Linked DNA regions of Mus musculus: region 2 is linked to region 1. Evidence: chromatin contacts called from public Hi-C data. All regions are on one chromosome and are shown on one strand. The core of a region is the stretch at or near the end of the contact, and the rest is flanking DNA. Distances in the headings are between cores, read along the strand shown.

What was found. A called contact is a pair of places that touch in the nucleus more often than the background predicts.
Region 2: a contact with region 1 is called in a Hi-C map of muscle stem cells, with 3 times the contacts expected there. The contact joins two enhancer-like sites. A contact is called at or near these places in 2 of 484 Hi-C or Micro-C datasets (both in muscle stem cells), 1 of 115 datasets of contacts at active chromatin or transcription factors (fibro-adipogenic progenitors) and 1 of 9 other capture datasets (embryonic stem cells).

The regions. Positions count from the first base shown.
Region 1 is chr7:36,093,705-36,097,054 of GRCm38.p6, reverse strand. It overlaps Gm38991 (a long non-coding RNA gene), which reads right to left. Exons shown (of 6, transcript XR_881969.1): 5 at 1-1,198. Among named protein-coding and RNA genes, the nearest start is that of Gm38991, 19 kb to the right of the region's middle. Within about 2 kb of position 1,689, at least 48 of the 459 cell types and tissues checked have an H3K27ac peak or open chromatin away from gene starts, as enhancers often do. A contact at or near this core is called in muscle stem cells, where this site is marked.
Region 2 is chr7:37,360,605-37,363,954 of GRCm38.p6, reverse strand. It overlaps a transcript of Zfp536 not described here. Among named protein-coding and RNA genes, the nearest start is that of Gm30483, 34 kb to the right of the region's middle. Within about 2 kb of position 1,659, at least 76 of the 459 cell types and tissues checked have an H3K27ac peak or open chromatin away from gene starts, as enhancers often do. A contact at or near this core is called in muscle stem cells, where this site is marked.

The DNA of each region.
Region 1 (3,350 bases), core at 440-2,939:
CACACACATGGCGGGGGGCATATATTGTGCTCACACAGGAATCATTGCAGAAGAGAAGATGAAAAGATGGTAGAAAGCCAGAGGTCTGGGAGGACACTGCAAAACAGAGTGGACTGCTACACCCCTGAACTCACAGAGCCCGTGATTGCCTTCGAAAGACCCACATGAGGTCATGACCAAGCCAGCCAATATTCTAGCGTGAATCAGAATGGGCTCAGGATCCTCCACTCCCAGCTTGGGAGCTGGTGAGAGTTGATGGCTCCTGGATCATAACTCCAGGAAATAACTCTACACTCTGCTACTGCAATGGGGTTTGCTTCTGGGGAGCCCTTGCCTAAAGACATTGCAATTTTGAAAATAAATGCAAAGATGTAAATTGTCAGTCTTTTCTCAAAAGCCCAATGGCCCACGAAATAGGTTGGCCCACAGTTTGGGGTTGGCTCTAGCACAGGTGCTAGAGTTTAAGGCCTGGCACTTGACCTCTTGGACACTGTTAGCACAGATGTTCGCAGAGACATCCATCATTCAGAAAGACTTCAACTTTCCTACAAGTGACACAGATACCGGAGTCATCTTGTCACAGAGGTCACTCTCCATTCCTTCCAGAACCTCACCCTGCCTCCTAAAAGGCCAGTCACACCTTGCATGGATAGACTTCTCTGAGCCGCATCCTGAGGCCAAAAGCAGCTGTGATTCCATTTCAAAATGGCCCCTTTATCCAAGGCCCGAGATGAGGTTCATGAACAGAAAACACATCTGTTGACATTCTTAAAAACATACAATCATATTCCACATAGCAAGACAGGACTGGGTGACTCATTGAAGTCATAAAGACTGCAAATCGCAGCGTTGGTGTCTTTGAGTAGAAGTTACCAGAAGATCTGCATTTGATTGTCTCAAAAACCGTAGGCAGTCATTTGACGTGTCGTGAGATCCGAATCGGCTAAGGTTGAAGATGATCCTCTTCGTGTTTCATTAGCAGATATCAGGTTAATAAAAAGTTTAAAAGTTGACTGCTATCCCCCCACTACTCCCGAGATTTATGAGACCTCCTCTGTGGGGCCGCACTGGGAATGGCAGCCGACACTCTTATTTCTTCAGAGCACACTCTGTCATCTCCCTCTGTGGTCCCCAAAGTCTGCCAATTAAAGACCTCCGAGATGACATTCCACTGCTGAAGTTATGCACACATAAATCACTGTAATAAGAGAAGATTGTTATGTTAACCTCCGCCTCACAACCCTTCTCTTTTTGTGAGAAATATGCAAAACATTCATTTGTCTGGCACCAAAGAAGCAATTTCCCAGCAGATGCCTGGGAGGCCCATGGGATGTTACCCCTTCCTGTGGTTACGTAGGCGGTGCCTGGTGCACCAGCAGGCATTACTCAACTCCAAACACAGAGCAATGAGGCCATAAACCAGGCGGCATTACGTCAGCGACAGGATGCTCTGAAATAAATGGGGAGCTGCTTCGATCTAGAGGAACATTTTTCCATGTTTAACCAAGCAAAACTGGAGTCACTACTGAGCACACAGCTTCAAAGGTCAACGCATAAGGAGACCAGTTCTGGAGAGGGGGGACAAGTGCTTTGTTCGGTCACGGAAGCAAGCCCCAAGGAAGCTCGAGTTTCACTGTCAGAGTGTGTGGCCAGTGTGCAGTGAGTGTGACTTAAAAGATTATCTACTGGGTGTTAGAGAGACTGGGGTTGGGGAGGGGTGAGGCCCTGGGAGCTGGGAACTATAACAGCTGCGGCTGGAAACTCAAGGTGGTTGCTTCCTGTGAGGTCTTTGCACACCACCGTGGGCTGGGTTCAGAATCCCTTAGAGCAGTGGTTTTCAATCTATGGGTCTTGACACCTTTAGAGGTCGAAAGACCCATATATAGGGGTCCCATGCCATATGTCCTACATATTGGGTATTTATACTGTGATTCATAAGTGTAGCAAAATCACTGTTATGAAATAGCAAAGAACATAATTGTATAGTTGAGGGGGTCACCACAAGAGAAGGAACTGTATTAAAGGATCACACCATTGAGAAAGTTGAGAACCACTGCCCTAGCGATTTGACCATAACCACAAAAAGAAAGAAAACAGAAAGATAATTCTTCAACAACAGAACAAATATTAATAATGCCCTAATTACTTATATCTACATGTTCACTTTAGGAATCCATATTAATTGAAAGATGGGGGAATGGAAAGTCTAGTCATGAACTAAACTATACTTCCTCTCTACCCAACCATCCAAGATTAGCTAACCCAAGGCCATGATGCCTCAACTAATGAGTAGGGGTAACCTGCCATTCATATGTGATTCACTAGTTTTCTTCGGATGTCCAAGAGAACCCACTATTTTGGTTAAAAGACCTTGTATCAGTTATTTCTTTGTCACTGTGAACAAATACCTGAGAGACACAATAGAAAGGGAAAAAAACATTTTAACTTGTAGTTACAGACAGATTTTAGGTCAATGTGTTGGAGAAGGCAGAGAGGTAGACCAGAAAGCCGAAACTATAGATGAAAAATTGAAGTATGTATGGCTATCAGGGGCCTAGTCTACTGTCCTACTTCCACCAGCTACATCCCACCTCAGAAAGGCTCCACAGCCTTCAGAACAACATGACCAATCAGAGACTGGGTATTCAAAACATAAACTTGAGGGGTACATTTCAGACTTAAACCATACGAGACACCCTAAAGGCCTAATGTTCAAACCAAGTACATGCATCTTTGTAAGGCAAGCCAGACACTGAAAAATCAGACAGAACAAAATCCTTGGTGCTGGGTGTTCGCTCTCAAATCAGGTTGATCTAAAGGAATAAAATAGTTCTAGAAAGAAAATTATCTGTGCCCCCCCCCACCATGTTTTGAAGGACTTGGTGGGGTAGCGATAGAATACGCATTCTATAATTCTTTATTGTAGTCAGACAGAAACCTCAATCTCATTCATCCCAGAATACTCCTTGCTTTGGGGCTGGTAGTATATGTGATAATGAGGCTATTAAAAATGTCTGATTGCAGCCCGGCGTGGTGGCGGCAGAGGCAGGCAGATTTCTGAGTTTGAGGCCAGCCTGGTCTACAAAGTGAGATCCAGGATAGCCAGGGCTATACAGAGAAGCCCTGTCTGAAAAAAAAAAAAGTGATTTCATACACCTGATTCTGCCTAATTCTCTCCACATGTCATTCCTCAAATCTCTTTTCTTGCTTTGACTCCCTTTCAAAACATGAAAGCGTAACTCACCATTCTCAATAGCCTCAGGTCACCTTGGTTTGCATGGAAATTGGGCGGTTTTTGAAGGTATGCAACTCCCCAAGTCAAAAGTCATCAATCTCCTCTATAGTCTAGG
Region 2 (3,350 bases), core at 410-2,909, 1.3 Mb before region 1:
GGTTTGGCAAGGACGGGGGCTATTCAAACAGCTCCACCAGGGAGAGGGAAATAAGTCCTTCAAGGGGAGAGGGAGGGCTGGCCCTTCTTTCTTTTCTTTCTTTCTTTTTAAATTTAAGAAATAGTTTCCCTTTGGTGGTGGTGATGGGGGGGTGTGGAAAGAAAAACACATTTAACCCTAACTCCGTCTTCTCCCTTTGAAATGGATAGTGCACTTTTTAAACAGCTTGCTCCTCCACAATCAGTTTCAGAAAACAGGATCCGGTTTCCAGGCCCCTCGTGCAGATTTCTTAGCACAAAGTGGTGTCTTTTATCGTCTAAAGTACAGTACAGTAATGCCTTCACCCTCACTTGGGAAAATACAGTCAGACACACACACACACACACACACACACACACACACACCAATAGTTCATGTGATATTTGAACTGATTATGAATAAAATCCACCTCTTGCTCTCTATTCTTTTATTGATGTGTGTGTGTGTGTGTGTGTGTGTGTGTGAGAGAGAGAGAGAGAGAGAGAGAGAGAGAGAGAGAGAGAGAGAGAGAGAAACCTTTGAAGCCTAAAATTCTCAGGATGGTGCCTAAACACCCTGTAAGTTACTTAAAGGGACATAACATAGCAGCCTGTGCGCATGCCCTAGCCAGCGTTCTAAGGCCCTTCTAAATATTTACTTTAGAGAGAAATAGCCTCTCCTAATATTATTATGTCCGGGCTTGCTAGATTTCCATGCAGCAGGCCTGATCCCACCATCTGTAAAGTTCTAGGTTTTTTGTAATACTTCTAAGCTGTTTCTAATCTATTTTTACTGCCTTGTTCTGTCCTGAAATGTCAAAGAGTGCAGACTAGGTCTAGGAATTAACATGACAGTTAAGAAACTTGGCAAGGCTTTACAGCAGATTGTGACATTAACGGAACACAAAGGGGCAAGGCAGGATTAACGTTAATGCTCGCTTGCAGACACTATAAAAATCTATATGTCCGCGATCAGGGAATTGAAAAATAGGCTGCGTTTTAGGACAGCACTATTAAAGACAGATCTTTACAGCGAAGGGAGAGTTCCATATGAAAAGCACGTTACAGGGAAATAGTGCCCTGGTCCCTTCTGGAAAGTACAACAGGTTTGCGTCCTAGGTCAAGTAGGCATACAGCTCACTATGGCTGCCAATCCCCCCCCCAGTACCACCCCCCCCCTGCCCACACCCCTGGTTTCTTTAATCTGCGGTGAAACTGCCTTGGAAGCACTAATAGCATCCGCAGTCCCCCACCCCACCCCCCAGCCCCGGCACCCCCCTCCACCCCCACCCCCCATCCCTGGCCCCCGGCCCCAGCACCGCCCCGGCCCCAGCTGTGGAAGAGATCCTTTGATAGATGTACCTAGAAGCGGGATCATTTGTTTAGATTCTCAGATTGAAAAAATAAATCACATAGGGCCAACTTTTAATTTCATTTTAGGAAGGTTTCAAAGAACTGTATGCAGGAAGGCGTGCTGAGTCGTTCTCTCTCTCTCTCTCTCTCTCTCTCTCTCTCTCTCTCTCTCTCTCTCTCTCTCCCTTAATTCTTCCGTGGTGATTGTATAAACACTAATGACCTGACCTCCTTGGCGGGCTCCTGAATTCTGATTGGGGAACTAAGTCTTGGCATTTTAATCATGTGACTGCACCCACAGGGAAGGGTGGACGGAGCTGGTGCCGCTTACAGGCTCCCCGGGGTGCAGACTCCAAATCCCGGACCCACTCTTCTGGTCCGCATGACCTCAGGGCAGTTTAGCAACTTCTCTGGACCTCAGAGTCTTCCCTCCGGAGTGGAGGAAACAAATGTGTACCCACAAGGGAGTGTGTGCCTGTGAAGTCCCGGCGTACAGTAACTGCCGGCGCAGTTATTTTTGTTCCTTTGTTTTTAATTGGAGTGGAGTGGTAAGAATCTGTGAGGGTAGGGAGGGCGGAGGGGAGTCCTGGCCTTTAAACACAGTCTACTCCCCACGGAGTCAGCGCAGCTGCTATCAAAGAAACCTTTCTTCTAGAAAGATCTCTGATCCCATGTGTACTCTGGCCGCCTCCCTCCAGGGAGGCTGGGGGCTGAAACACAGCTGCTAGCTCAGATCTTTGGCCTGTCTGCTTTGCATGCCAGCACCCCAGGCCTCTGTTTATCCACCTGTAAATAGGGCACACTAGCACCTCCTACGAGTTGAGAATAAAACCAGTCAGCCAATAGGAAGTTCTGTGGGTTTAAAAGAGTGTGGATCCAAAAGGAATCAGAGTCCGTATTTGACAGAGATGTCTGAAAGCCTATGGCCATTGCTGCACTGCAGCTGATGCACGGGGCCAGCTTAGGTGCCTACCAACAGGAGAACAGGGAAAGACCACGTGAGATACACACACAGTAGAGTGTTAGTCGGTCATAAAGAGAAAATGGAAACACGTTCCCTGCAGAAGGAAAGCGGATGAAGTCAGAGGTTGTCATGGTCAGTGAAATAAGCCAGATACAAATAAATATACAATGTTGGCTCTCATGTGGAATCTAGAACAAAAATGTATAGGAAAAATAGAAAAGGGGTATAGATAATAGCAAGGAATAAGAAGGAAGGGTGAAAGAGCTGTCAAGGGGGAAATAGAACACACTCACCTATGGAGTTAATATACATTCTTTTAAAAAGAGAAAAAGATCCAAAGTGATGATAAGTAAGCAAGCCCCTTTTGCTAAGGTGGGGCAATATTTAAAAATAACAGCTAGTAGCTCTGGCTGTCCTAGAGCTAGCTCTGCAGAGCAAAATGGCTTCAAACTCAGAGTTCCGCCTGCCTCTGCCTGGGATTAAAGGTGTTTGCTACCACATGGGAATTGTGGGAGGTTTTGTTTTGTGTTGTGTTTGTTTGTTTGTTTCCAGGGCTGTTATGGGGATAGCTATGCCCCTCTGTCTATGCAGGACAGGGCCCACCTAGGCAGCCCATCTCAGCTTAAACACATGGCCCAAGAGGCTAAGAGAAGCTTGTCTGGTGCGGTGTTCTGCAGGGTCATTGCTGGCTTGCTGATGTCTCTGGGAGTGTCCCTGCAAACGTTGACTGATTCAGCCTAGGTGGCTTGTCCCCAGAAAGGGATGACACTGAGCCCAGTGTTTCAAAGCGATCTGGAGCAACGGTCCCTCACACCAGGGCCCAAGGACCAAGTAAGATTTTATGCCACCCCTGCTCACAAAGTTCTCCCTACAAGCACCCCGTGATCCCCATTAGCAACAAGGACTTTGCGACCTACTAGTCTGAGGTGAAGAAGCTGAGGGGCGGGAGACATCGTTGGCCAGGAACACATGGTGCCTGTCTGAACACACGCTTTAGATGTGCGTATATGCATTTG